3 separate regions of the Mus musculus genome follow, and all the other regions are linked to region 2. Evidence: chromatin contacts called from public promoter capture Hi-C data. All regions are on one chromosome and are shown on one strand. The core of a region is the stretch at or near the end of the contact, and the rest is flanking DNA. Distances in the headings are between cores, read along the strand shown.

Evidence for each region. Promoter capture Hi-C pulls out the DNA fragments that hold promoters and counts their contacts. Capture Hi-C pulls out chosen DNA fragments and counts their contacts.
Region 1: a promoter capture Hi-C map of pre-B cells shows a contact between it and region 2, with 2.6 times the contacts expected there. The contact joins the promoter of Slc20a1 here to the promoter of Sppl2a in region 2.
Region 3: a promoter capture Hi-C map of liver shows a contact between it and region 2, with 2.6 times the contacts expected there. The contact joins the promoter of Zc3h8 here to the promoter of Sppl2a in region 2. A contact is called at or near these places in 2 of 39 promoter capture datasets (hippocampal neurons and pre-B cells) and 2 of 9 other capture datasets (adipose tissue and liver).

The regions. Positions count from the first base shown.
Region 1 is chr2:129,197,222-129,201,553 of GRCm38.p6, forward strand. Slc20a1 (solute carrier family 20, member 1) reads left to right here and starts at 1,552. Exons shown (of 11, transcript NM_015747.2): 1 at 1,552-1,771; 2 at 2,228-2,843; 3 at 2,962-3,102; 4 at 3,279-3,364. The coding sequence starts at 2,498.
Region 2 is chr2:126,931,137-126,936,068 of GRCm38.p6, forward strand. Sppl2a (signal peptide peptidase like 2A) reads right to left here and starts at 2,099. Exons shown (of 15, transcript NM_023220.2): 1 at 1,811-2,099. The coding sequence starts at 1,876.
Region 3 is chr2:128,940,689-128,945,669 of GRCm38.p6, forward strand. Zc3h8 (zinc finger CCCH type containing 8) reads right to left here and starts at 3,332. Exons shown (of 9, transcript NM_020594.2): 1 at 3,160-3,332. The coding sequence starts at 3,236.

The DNA.
Region 1 (4,332 bases), core at 302-2,801, 2.3 Mb after region 2:
AAGTCATGAGCAATTTCCTCACAAATAATTACTTCAAAAATTGTTTTAATTGGCAGGACACTAACAACCTTTTAACAAACCAGTCCTTTTATTCAATGTTTTATGACCTTGGAAAGAAGTAAGGGCAAAGAGTGTTGCATTTGAAGATGCCAGAATTACACACTGGGGTCAGTGTCCTGGAACATGAAGGTTGTTTTCCAGCCATGACCTTGAGGTCAATAGACCTGTATAACCTATACGAGATTCTGAGTCTACCAAATTATAGGTCACAGGACACTCCTGTGAAGTTATAATTTACAACATGTTTGTTTCTGCTATTCGTTGCCCTACCTTTGGAGAGCAGAGAGCGTTTTAGAGCGTTCTAAACCGGGTATTTCTGGCTGGAATTCTTAAGTTTCTTTATAACCCACATAACTTAAATCTCCCAAGGAGTGGTGACTAGTTAGTTCTGAGCTTAGGCAATAAAACGAACTAATCCATTGTCAGAACTACAACCTTATACCATGTAGGGGACCAGGAAGCAATCTTTATTTCAAAAGGGGATGGGAAAACTTTCAGGATGAGGACATCCTCTGTAACCTTTTCCTATATTCTAAAACAGGCACATTCAAAAAAAAAAGTAACGAGGAAATGAAGGTTCATTTCCTGAACATCTATTGAGTTCCAGTCACATGCTTATATCTTAGCTAATATGATTCTCCTTACTGGGTAAGAACTTGTAACCAGAATACCTGAATTAGTACTGCCTGTCGCCACTAGCCCCGATGAGCTGACAGGAAATGCATCTTTGTTGTGCTTTACACACAATTCCAACCCGTCCTCCAGTCTCTCTCACTCTGCTATTATTTCTCGTTCCAGAGCACTCGGCTTGAGGAGACCTAGGGTTTGTTCAAGGTGACACACTGCAGCAAATATGAGTTAAGAATTCGAATCCAAAGTAACATCCTCCCCGCTGCGCCATAGCCGGGGCTCCTAAAACGGAGGTCCGGCGCCGGGAAACTAATGACCCATGGCTCTCCCTCAGCGCAGTGCCACAGCTGGGAACGCAAGCCTATCCTCGTGACTCCCGAATCTTTCCGTTTTCACACAAGTGCGTGACTGCGGGAGCGAGGTGGCCACGTGAGATCCCTCCACCCTCTCCGGGCGAGGTACAGATCGGGTCCGGCCAAGGGCAAGTCTCAGCACACCCGCTCTTCCGCGTCGCCACCGAGCTGACCCGGGCCCGCGTGGGAGAAACTCGGAACGACCTTGGTGGCGGCCTCAGTCCCCGCGTGTCTGGGCGAGACTCCCCCACAGTCCCCGCCCGCAGCCACCCGGCGTGGCCAGCGCAGACAGGATAACCCGGGCGAGGCTGCAGGGAGGCGGCCAGCCAGTCCCACGTGGACCAGCTCCTCGTTGGGGGCGGGGCCCCGGGGACGTCCAGGCCAATCAGCGCCGCTGCCCAGCTCACCCGGCTAGGCGCGCCCGACCAGCCTGTGGTTGCGTCACATCGGAGGCGGGACCTCGGGCGGGCGCGAGGCTCGGCAGGTCACGTGGGGCGCAGAACCGGCTATAAATAGGAGCCGGCGGCATGCTCTCTATATGATGGCCGCCGGCGCGCGTTGCGTGTTTTCACCTCTCGCCTGCTGAGGCGCCCGCGGCTGCTTCACGAGTGGGTAGAGAGTCCCTCCGTGCTGTGCCCGGTGTTGCCGTCCTGGGTTGTGCGACCGTGGCTCGAGCCTGCCTCAGTCTCGTTCTTCTGGTCTCTCTGTTCGGCCCTCAGTTTCCTTTGGTGAGTGGCGGCGCGGCACCGGTGGTGCAAAGGTCCTTTCTTCTCTGGAGTGGGCTCGGGTGTGGGGAGCTGGCTGGCGGGGGTGGGATGCAGGCTGCAGGACCCCGCTACGCTGCTGTCCTCCTCCCGCCTCCCCACGCACGCCGCGCCCTTCCGCGGGCCTTTTCGGCGGTCCTCGGCAGGCGCGCGCGGGAATGGTCTTTTTTCCGATCATCCACGGAGGGCGCGCGCGGGCAAGCGGCCGGAGACTGAACAGAACTCGTGGGGCGGGGCGGGGCGGGACGGGGTGGGGGGTGGGGGAGCACAGAGATCGCCCTGTGCCCCACCTTGCACAGCGTTTGGGGGACTGAAGACATAAGTGACGGGCGGGGGGGGGGGGGACTATGCGGAGTCCCAGGCTGCCCTCTTCCCAGAGATGCGCCGCTATTGTTATTTTCTTCCACTTCGTCCCCCCAGGATGAACTTGCGTCCTTTCTCTAATCCGCCATGGAATTCTGCTCCGTGCTTTTAGCCCTCCAGAGCCAAAGAAACCCCAGACAACAGACGCCCAGACGCAGCAGCGTATAGCAGTAACTCCCCAGCTCGGTTTCCGTGCCGTAGTTTACAGTATTTAATTTTATATAATATATACTATTTATTATAGCATTTTGATACCTCATTCCGTTTACACATCTCAAAAGCCGCTTAGTAATTCTCTTATTATTTAAAGAACCACTACACTAGAGAATGGAATCTACTGTGGCAACGATTACTAGTACCCTAGCTGCTGTTACTGCTTCCGCTCCACCGAAGTATGACAATCTATGGATGCTCATCCTGGGCTTCATCATTGCATTTGTCTTGGCATTCTCCGTGGGAGCCAATGATGTAGCAAATTCGTTCGGTACAGCTGTAGGCTCAGGTGTAGTGACCCTGAAGCAAGCCTGCATCTTAGCTAGCATCTTCGAAACTGTGGGCTCCGCCTTGCTGGGGGCCAAAGTGAGCGAAACCATCCGGAACGGCTTGATAGATGTGGAGCTGTACAACGAAACTCAAGATCTGCTCATGGCTGGCTCCGTCAGTGCTATGTTTGGTAAGTTGTAGTTATACCTTATGTTCGCTCCAGTCTTGAACCTTCTCTCCGCAAGGACGCACTGCTTATGTAACAGTTTTGCCATCTACCTGACAAAATCTGATTAATTCTGTTTCAGGTTCTGCTGTGTGGCAGCTCGTGGCTTCGTTTTTGAAGCTTCCGATTTCTGGGACCCATTGTATTGTCGGTGCAACCATTGGTTTCTCCCTTGTGGCAAATGGGCAGAAGGGTGTCAAGTGGTCTGAACTGATAAAAATTGGTATGTTGAATTTTAAATGGTTTTATTTTCGTTGTGTGCTGCTGTGTGTCGTGGAGTGGGAGTGAAGTGGAGGGGCAAGTTGAAGAGTATCAGAAATGGAGCACCTACCATTTCGGGGTCTTGTTAACAAAAACGTACTTTCCAGACCTGACACTTCATTTTGTATTCTATTCCAGTGATGTCGTGGTTCGTCTCTCCGCTGCTTTCTGGTATTATGTCTGGAATTTTATTCTTCCTTGTTCGTGCGTTCATCCTCCGTAAGGTAACCTTTCTACTTGCGACCTTTCATGAGTCACATTCAGTCTTGTTCAAACTCACTGGTATTCTTCTCAGATGTGACTGGTATGTAAGTATGTGGCTTTGAAAAGCTAAAAAGTTCTTTGTTCTGTATACCTCCTGTATGTTGTGGAGTTCTGTGAAAGAAGCAAGTTTTTAATGCCCCAGAGGGCATTCAGGAAGGAAAAACTTGAGTAGTTCTATGGTCTGCCAAGAAATAAAGAGACTGGGAGTGAAAACTAAGAACATTGTTTAAGGTGGCTCTGTCTGTCTAGGTCACTACATTCAGGACAAGTGGAATTGTAACCTTTTAGTTCAACAGGTCACAGAATCCTTTTTAAATTCCTCTCCCATGTTGATTGTCAAGTACATAGAAGTTTCTAGAGGAGGCTTTCTACTTGTAGGGACTCCACTTTCTCAGTAAGAAGAGTAGGGATGAGTTGTTGGGGGGGGGGTTGTTTTGTTTTCTTTTTGCTTTAAAAAAACAGGAAGCCATTGAGTTTCCTGACTACTTGAAAACCCCTTTTGAGAGACTTAGTGCAATTTCTTTTATCATGGAGACTGAGCCTGGCTCCACACAAAAAAAAAAAAAGTCGACAACAAGGGATTTTGTTGACTCTGGGCTGAATTACAGTAAGAATAAATGAATTTTTCTCAGGAGACAGAGTTGTCCTATTTTCTAGGGTGAGTGGCTCTTAACAGTCCTTTGTTAAGCTCTTTTAAAATTCCCCTAAACAGCAGAAATCTGAGTGAGGGGAGATAGGTACCTTATCTTAATGGAAGGTGTGTGTTTAGACTCCCTGCTTCTTGATCTAGTTCTCGGAGTCTCTGGGGAATGACTTCTCTCAATAGAAGTCCTTCCCTGACTCCTTCCTGATCCTATACTTACCATTAGGTGTCTGGCAGAATGTGTTTCACGTGTGGAGCATTATAAATATCTCTAGCTTGGCACAG
Region 2 (4,932 bases), core at 849-3,348:
CTAAAACAAGCTTGCTAAATAGGTCAGTGGTGGCACAAGCCTTTAAGCTCGGCTCTTAGAGGAGGCAGAGGCAGGGGGATCTCTGTGTGTTTGAAGTCAGCCTGGTCTACAGAGTGAGTTCCAGGACAGCCAGGGCTACAGAGAAAAAAAAAGTCTGAAGAAAGAATTAAGACAACAACAAAAATAGCATGCTACATAGGTAGCCGTCATTACCCTTGTATCCATGACATCCATCATTACCCAGGTATCTTCTGAGCTCTTTAATAGCAACCACAGTGTGGACTTAACACTTTGTATGTTCTGTTTGGTTTGGTTTGTTTTCTTGAGACAAGATTTCTCTCTGTAGGCTGTCCTGGAACTCTCTGTAGACCAAACCGGCTCCAAACTCAAGAGATCCACAGACCTCAGCTTCCTGAGTGCCCAAAAAATGTGGGTTTATCAAGAGTAGATGTATTACTGTGCTAAATATTGATTTACCTTGAGAAAAATTAGTGGAGCTATGGTATAAGTACGTAAACATTATTTCGTATTAATCATCTTAAGTTCCCTGAAATGAGTTAAGCTTGACAGCTAAGCTAGAGGGCCGAGACATTTACATATCCTGTGAGTTTTCTTTGGACCTAAATGACACTTGTCTGGTTATTCAGTTCCTGCTTTAAAGATACAAAGTAAAGCTACTGTGCTGTCATTCTCTCCTCAAAATACTTTTTGAATGGGTTCTCTCCGAATGCTGTCCAGCAAAGTTCCTAGAACGCCAAAGGCTACCTTAAAAAAAAAAAAAAAAAAAAAACTGTTTGGGGCTTAAACCTTCTCCATGACCTTTTCAAGCCCAGAGTGACAAAGCAGTCTTTCAGAGAAGTGATGGTTTTTAAGTAATAACTACATACACAGTTTACACAACAGTGTGCAAACAATACCGATACAAATTTCCCAACATCAAATGTCAGAAAAGAAAGTGAACAGAAACAAAATCTAAAACACTGAGAGTTAGCTTCTTGGTCACACATTGGAGCTCAAATTACTTTGATCCCGAATTTTAAAACATTATTTCAGCAAATATGGGTATGTGAGCGCATATTTGTTATTTTTTTCTCAACCAGACTTTGACCCTTTTAGACGTCAAACTATTCAAACCTCTCATTTCCCCTTTAAAGGTATTTTAAAGTATACCTATATGAAAACAAAAGCATAATACAAATCCCATAGTATAATCACATGTACCTTACATAGAAGGCACTATCTGGGAGTGAAAGGAAAGTATATAGATATTCATATGGCTATAGAGAGAAATGTATGTGAGCGCAGTCAACAAAAGAGCAGGCCAGAACGCTAACACCTGGAACCCTGTTCACACCGGCCCCTCCATCCGCCTTTTTCTAGGCAAAAGGCAGCAGTAAGATTGGGCTACACAGAGAAGCACAGAAGTGAATTCTTTGAATTAAGAAGAAAAGATGCCAGCACAGTGAAAAATTATAGAGAGGGCTCCAGGACCAAGGAGGAGGAAGCTCCCCACCCACTCCTACCCCCGCCCGCGGGTTTCTCCCAGGGGTTGGGCATTTCGCTGGATTTCGGGGGCTGGGGGCGGGTGAGGAATGCTGGGACTCAAGGACGAAGGCAGTTAACCGGGCCCGGGCAGTGGGAGAATGGGAAGCCAGGGTAGAAGGAGAGGAAGGGGGAGGTAGGGAAGGAGGAGGGATGAGGGAAATCCGGAGGAGGTTAGAGGGAAAGGAAGGGATGGAGGGGGAGGGGGAGGAAGCGGGAGGAAGGGGAGGGAAAAGCGGAGGGGAGGGGAGGGGAGTGCGGCTCTCACCAGTCCGAGCAGGCAGCTCCAGAGCAGGGCAGCCGCGGGAGCGTGCAGCGAGTGCAGCAGCCCCATCCCACGGGCGGGCAGCTAGGCTCAGGCTGCGCTGGCGGCACCCGGACCTCTAGGGTGCAGCCCCGACTTCCTCTTCCGGTCCCTCCCGCGAAACGCTAGGCCGGGACTCTGTGGGTACTGTCAGCTCCTGGCAGAGCCGTTTTAGCTGCGTAAATCCTGGGTTCTCGTTCGGTTCCCCCTAACTGCGGCCGCCGCCCATTCCAAGCCACTGGAGCTTCGGGTTTCAGTTTCCTTTCTGGCCTCTGCCACGTAGCCTCGGGGCGATCTTCGTAAATACGGAACCCAGACGAGGCTCCTCTCCACACTTGGCAGCACAAATCAAAACTCTTCCTCTGCTGCTAAGTTTACGTCACCTCACCCTGTTTTCTCTGTCCTTGGTTTCTCTACTTTCCCACCCGTTAAGATCCACAGACCCTCCAGGCGGGCAGTCTCTGGGGAATACACTCTTGGTGTTCCCTTATCACTTACTTAACACTTCCTCCCTAAAGAGGGTTTCCTAGTACACTTCATCTTAAGTACCCCTTAATTCACTTTCATGCTATGATTTATTTGTAACCTTCATAGCTTTTTTTTTCTTTTTGTTATTTATTTATTTATTTATTTATTGCTGTTGTTGTTCTTGCTTTCTTTGGAAACATCCTCGACTAGTACTGAACTCACTTTGAAGATGATGGCCTAGAACTCAGAGATCTTCCTGTATCATAGGCATAAGTCACCATGCCTGAGGTTTTGGGGGTCCCTCCCCCCATTTTCTTATACTCATCTATGTATCTCCCATGCTGCTATCCAGTTAATGGAAGGATCCCTCTTTGCTCTGTTGACTGCTGTGTCCTTACACACAGAATATCCAGTGTATACTAGGTTGTCAAATATTTGTTGGATGACTATTTAATACCAAACACTGAATAGGACAGTGTTCCTGTTATCCTAAAGGAGGGACACAGCAAGGACTACAGATGTGTGAGCAAACACTGTTACAAAGCAACCTTTCACAAGGAACTCCACAAGGATCCAAGGGAGGTAAAAATAGGGCACCAGGAAGAGAAAAAAAAAAAAAAAAAAAAAAAAAAAACACCAGCCCTAGCTGAGTATAACTGACTATTACCTTCTGTGCAAGTTAATTTCAGCTAGGCAAAGAGGAAGGAAGCATTAGTCTGAAAGCCAAGGGAGGCAACTACAGAACTACAGAACTACAGAACTGGACCTTGGCTGAAGTTAGGAGAGGGGGAGAGTGAGAAGAGGCAGAGGGTGAAATAGTTGCACAGCTTGGAACTTGAGACTTCCTCATTGGCATCTTCCTGGGGGAATTCCTGAAGGAAGCTCTCCCACAGTTCTGCGTGGGTTTTTTCTGTAGTTGTCTGTCCCCTGGCTTCCCCCTCTGGTCCAGTTTCAATCTATTTGTAACCCTACCAGCTGTAAGAACCCCCTAGACAGAAACTGCCTGTCAAGCATTGTTGCATTTACTCTCAGCCACTTTTAGAATCCTTCTAGGACACTGATGTTTAAGCTAATCTCCCCTTTCCACTGGGATCCTAGATACTTGCTCATCTGATGAGAGCAATATATCTGGATTTTAAAAACATTTCCAGATTTAATATACAGCCAAGCTTAAAAACCTTTCATTATTTAGTGTTTCAGAGTGCTGGCCTGGACCACGGCTCCTGACTGCAGTTTCAGCATCACCATCCAAACCTATTGAATCCGAGAATCAGAGAATGAGCATTCCAGAGACCTCATACTGCTACCTCAGTTTAGCTCAAATAAATCTTACTCCTGACCTTCTAAGTTGTCTCAGGGGAACATTTATACTCTTAAGAGCTTCTTGTTGGATGAGAATTCCTAAAATAGGACACGAAAAAAGGAAAAACTATACAACAATAAAATCAAATTCACTTCACCAAAATAAAAACCTCTGTTCTTTGGAAGATATGTTTTTTAAATATTTATTTGTGTGTGTACTTTCATAGACACCTACATGAGCTTATGTCTACTATGTGTGTGCAGGTGTCTACAGAGATCAAAAGAGGACACCAGATCCCAGAACTGGAGTTCTAGGTAATTATTGATTATAAGCAGCCATGTGGATGCTGGGTATTGACCCCAGGTCCATCTCCTGAAGAGCAGCCAGTGCTCTTAACCACTGAGCCATCTCTCCATCCCCTGGAAGATATTCTTAAAGGAATAAAGACCACTGTAGACTGGGAGAAGACAATCATAAAGCATCTATATATAAACAAACACACACACACACATATATAAACATATATGTATTTATATGTTCATATATATATATATATATACAGATATATAAAGAACTCTTATTATTCAACAAAAAGACCAAAAACTGGAAAAGGAGTGCACAAATTCCATGGACCTACAAGAATGGATGGAATGAAAATTATGTTGCCAAACATCGGTTACAATGTGGAGGAGCCAGAATTCTGGTGGCGATGTAAAGTAGCGCAACCAGTTTCACACACGGGCTTTTCTTGTCTAGTTAATCATACCCTACTGTACAACACAACCATTCCTTTTTTAGTGATGGACCTAAGAGAAATGAAAGCAAATGTTTGTGAAGACAGGTCCACGAAGGTCTAAGTGGCCCTGTGATGATCCCAAACTATAAGCAACCTGCTGTGGGTTGGATGTAATTTGTCCCTGCAAGGTTCATGTGCTTGAAGGTTTGGTCCTCAATGGCTAGGGTTGAGATGACAATATCTGCAAGAGGAGGCACCTGTAATGTCTGCTATGCTCATCCATGAGGTCATTGGCCGAATTCCTTCTTTTGTAAAGGCTGAATCAATTCCATTGTGTGTATCATAGTTCAAAATCCATTGTTTCTCTTTGTTCAACTATATACACAATACATAAGTGTGTATAATATGTATATATGTATGAATAATTTTAAATCCAGGTTCCAAATATGTCTTTCTGCATCTGGCTTATTTCACTTAATATAATGATTTCCAATTGCATCCATTTGGCAGTAAATGGATAATTTTATAATGCAAAAAATTTCCATCGTGTATATGCATCATACTTTTTTTTTTTTTTTT
Region 3 (4,981 bases), core at 2,082-4,581, 2.0 Mb after region 2:
TAGCACAGCAGTTCTCAACCTGTGAGTCTACACCCCTTTGCAGGAGGGGTGTTGAACAACCCTTTCATAGGGGTCACATATCAGAAATTTACATTATAACTCATAACAGCAGCAAAATTACAGTTATAAAGGAGCAACAAAAATCATTTTGTGGTTGGGGGTCACCACACCATGAGGAACTACATTAAAGGGTCCCAGCATTAGGAAGGCTGAGAACCACTGTTGTAGCAGAACTCAAAATGAACCCAAGATGAAGGGATAGGAAATAACAGTTGGGAGAATTGTGCCTTAAACCACAGGCTGTCATTCTACTGCTCCCTCTGCTTCCATCAGGAACCATGATCCTCAGCCCTTGACCCACTCATAAGCCAGCAAGCCAACTCTAGCAACATTGAGCCATCCTGGGTTTTTATTTCTCCTATTGCGGCAAAAAAAAAAAAAAAAAAAAAAAAGAGGGTCTTGAAATGCAGACCACATTGGTCTCAAACTCAGAGATGTACCAGCTCTGCCTCCTCAGTACTGAGATTAAAGTCAACCACTATGCCCTGTTGCTACTTCTTAATCTCCTCGGCTGGCTCTTCACTTTGCAACTCTCAACAGAGCCAGTCCTCGCCTTTCCTTTTTCTAAGCTTTCATCCTCTGTGATATCCTTCAATCCTCCAGCTTCTAATATCATCTTATACAGCTAATTCCAATATCCTTGTCTCCAAATCCAAGCCCTTAACAACCAAACAGCCAACTTCCCATTCAACTGATTTACCTGGATACCCACCATGAAAACCACCTTTCAGTAAGACTCTTCCTTAACTATCTTCTTTACCACACAATCCTTATTATTCCACAAATACCTCCTAACTCCTCACCCACGTTTTCATTTCCTCCATGGCTTTCATTATCATCTAAACTTCGTATCTGTGGTCCACCTCAATAATACACAATTCATGACCACCTGCATTTCTCTGTATTTTATTCATTTACTTTTCTATCACCATGGCCCTGAATGACGTGTCTTCTGCCAGTAGAGGTTGTTTTAAATAAATGAATATTCCTATCAGGAACAAAGTCACCCCTGCTTCAAGCTGGAGACATGGCTTAGTAGTTAAGGGCACTGGCTGCTCTTCCAGAGGACCTAGCTTGATTTCCATCACCTATTTGGTGACTAACAACCACAGGTAAGATTACTTTCCTCTTCTGGCCTCCAAGGACAATGGACACACCTGGTGCAGACAAAACATTCATACATATAAAATAAATTAAACAACAACAACAAAAAAAAACCAAAACATGTTTTAGTGCACTGAAAAAAAGTTTACAGGCAAAATCAAAAGACAAACTAAGAGAAAAATACAGAAATCTAAAACCTTGAAAAAGACCTAAAGGCAAAGTGAAAAGCAGGCATACAAACACACACCTTACTTTCAGACCCGTTTTCACCTATCTTTTGGCCAATCCAAGTATCCCTTACATATTTCAGCCAAACTTTAGTAAGTGGGTATATTGTTTTATACATGTTTGAAGTGTTAACTATTTTTTTAACCTTACTCAGTTCTCATACATGTTAAAAATTATAATTCATTTCTCTTGTTGTTCTTACATGTTATCACCTGCAAGTAATGTGTCCATTTCTTCACAGTATCAACAGGACTTAATTTCCATGAATGATTCTGCTTTAGAAGCTGGGTGATGAACTCATATGTAATGAAGTAACTTGAGCACCTTAATCCTCTATGCCTCAATTTTCTCATCTGTAATGTGAGACCATCACTTTCTTCTTAAGGTTGATGTGAAACTTTTAGTTTCACATTAGGGTTGGCGAGATGGCTCAGCAGGTAAGAGCGCTGACTGCTCTTCCAAAGGTCCTGAGTTCAAATCCCAGCAACCACATAGTGGCTCATAACCACCCGTAAAGAGATCTGACGCCCTCTTCTGGTACGTCTAAAGTCAGCTACAGTGTACTTATGTATAATAATAAATAAATCTTTGGACCGGAGCAAGCAGGGACTGATGGAGCAGGGCCAACTGGATTGAGAGGGGTTGACCAGAGCGAGCAGAGGTCCTTAAAAAAAATTCAATTCCCAACAACCACATGAAGGCTCTCAACCATCTGTACAGCTATAGTGTACTCACATACATAAAACAAATAAATCTTTTTTAAAAAAAGTTTCACATTAATTACACAGCAAAGCTATGGTAGCCCAATTAGGCTAACAGTTTCCACTAAGGTATTTGAGACTGAGCAGTGAACATATACATATATCCTTTCCCCTTGAAACAGTGTTTCCCCTATGTAGCTGAGGTTGGCTTGGAACCTGCTATTTAGACCAGGCTGGTCCCAGTCTCCCAAGATCTGCCTGCCTTTCAAATGCTGAGATTAATAGGCCCAGCCCAACACTGTAATGTTATCTTAATGAGGGTGGAAAAAAACTCGTGAAGGATGTGTCAAGGGTTCCACTGAGGAAAGAGAGAACATAGAAGACAAGGATTTAGGAGAGATGGAGTTTGAGGGCATTATCAACTCAAAAAACTAAAAAGTGGGCCGGGCAGTGGTGGCACATGTCTTTAATCCCATACTTGGGAGGCAGGGTCAGTCGGGTTTCTGAGTGAGTTCCAGGACAGCCAGGACTACACAGAGAAACCCTGTCTCGAAAAATTAAAACCAAAAAAAAAAAACCAAAAAAAAAAACCAAAAACCAAAAAAACCTAAAAAGTGAGTGGGTATCTGCACAGAAATCCCGCACTCTGACTAAGTACGAGATTAACAACACGCTTTTCCAAATTAACAGAAAAACTAAGCCGAAATGATGCTTGCTGCTTTATTCTGGGAGTTCTGGTTCAGGATCACTGGCAGAGCAGTCTATGTATCCTTCAACTCTCGAGGTGCCGGCAAAGCCACCTCGGAGGTGACTGACAGCAAACACGTTAAGCGCACGTGCAAGGGGAGCAGCCGGCCCCTGGGGGCAGATTCAGAGGCTGGGGCCTCCTCCCGCCGCCCGGCCACTGCCCTCGCCCGCAGTCCCTACTCTGACTTCCACCCCACTTCCCCTTCCGACCTCCCCGCTCCGGTCCCGGCCCACGCGCCAGCCAGGGCTCGCCGGTTTCCAGGAGCGAGGGGGCGGAGCCCAAGCGGTGCCCTGCAAAGGACCAGAACGTGGGGATCACCTTTCCTCAGGGTCGGCGGCCGGTTTTTTGCCGAGGGCCGGATTGGGGGGCTTTGAAAAGAGATTTTCAAAATCCATAACTCAGACAGGGACCGTTCCTCTCCACGCCGAGCAGGTACTGAACAACCAGCGAAGCGGAGGCTACAGTCGCGCCAAGGGCCACACGCTCCGCCCAGCGCACGCGCACGCGCTCGCGCTCATGTTGCTTGGGCGCGACTCCGCGCGACCTGGCCAGCCCTACCACGCATGCGCAGTTCTCACCGTTGGTGGGGAGGCTTTCGGTGCCTGAGCTGCGCACGCGCAACTCTCTGTACTTATGTCCGATTCGTTCCTTAGTGCAGCACTACAATGTCGTTAAAAAATTAAAATAATCTTTAGGATTCTTCTTTAGAAAGCTGTGCTATTTTTATATGTACGAGAGAGAGACAGAGAGAATGAGTGCAGATGCCCGCGGAGGCCAGTTATTGTAACCCACCTGACATGAGTGTTGGGAACAGAACGCAAGACCTTTATGTTTTAACTATTGAGCCATATATCTCTTCCAGCCCCTTTAAAATTGACAGGTGACCAAGCAAAATTAATTGCACAAAAAGGAACCTAGACGATCTCTTCTGAGTAAACACATAAATATATTTAAAGCAGGCAAATTCAATAGAAAGTACTAAGTATTAAGACTATTTGGGGGTGGGGGGGTGGGGGGGTGCAGTCTTAGAGACCTGCAGATGAAGATGCAAAACTCTCAGTTCCTGCTGCACCATGCCTACCTGGATGATGCCATGCTCATTCCTTCATGATAATGGACTGAACCTTTGAATCTGTAAGCCGGCCCCAATGAAATGTTGTCCTTATAAGAGTTGCCTTGGTCATGATGTCTGTTCACAGCAGTAAAACCCTAAATAAAATGGAAGCTGGTAGCCGGGCGTGGTGGCGCACGCCTTTAATCCCAGCACTTGGGAGGCAGAGGCAGGTGGATTTCTGAGTTCCAGGCCAGCCTGGTCTACAAAGTGAGTTCCAGGACAGCCAGAGCTATACAGAGAAACCCTGTCTCGAAAAACCAAGAAAAAAAAAAATGGAAGCTGGTACCAGGGATAGGTCTGACCATGCTTTTGTTTGGAAGAATGTTGATTTCAGGACTTTGGATTTGGAAAGCGGTGGAATGTTTTAAATGGGGCTTAATGGACCATCCTAGTAGGAATATGGAAGACTTGCTGAGAATAACTGTGCAGACCAGGCCCAAGAGGTTTCAGAGAAGAATTTTCAGTTTGTGGCATAGAGACTGTTTTTGTGGTATTTTGGTGAAGAATGTGGCTGCTTTTTGCCCTTGTCTGAGAGTCTATGTGGGGCTAAGGTAAATATATATATTAATTGCATTGACAAAGGAAGTCTCAAAAAAGCCCAACATAGACTTTGTTCTCTGGTTAAATCTCATGAAGAGGTTTTTTTTTTTTTTTGAATAAGTGTAGCAGGCTTTGAAAGGAAAAATACAAAATATGTGGTTGACATTAAAGGGGCACCAGGAAGTGAAATGGAACTGAATCTTATGTTCAAGGAGGTTAAATTGAATTAAGGAAGTGTTGACCTTAGGCCAAGATCCACACAGCAAAGTACAGGTCTTTAATTCCAGGAGGCAAAGACAAGCAGATCTCTGACTTTATGTCCAGCCTTGAACAGAGCAGGTTCTAGGTGAAGAAAAGTTTTAAGTCCAGGCATGGTGATACATATCTTCAATCCCAGCATTAAAGGAGACAGAACCATACAGATCTCTGAGTTCAAGATCAGTCTACAGAGCAAGATCCAGGACAGCCAAGCTTAGGCAGTGAAGG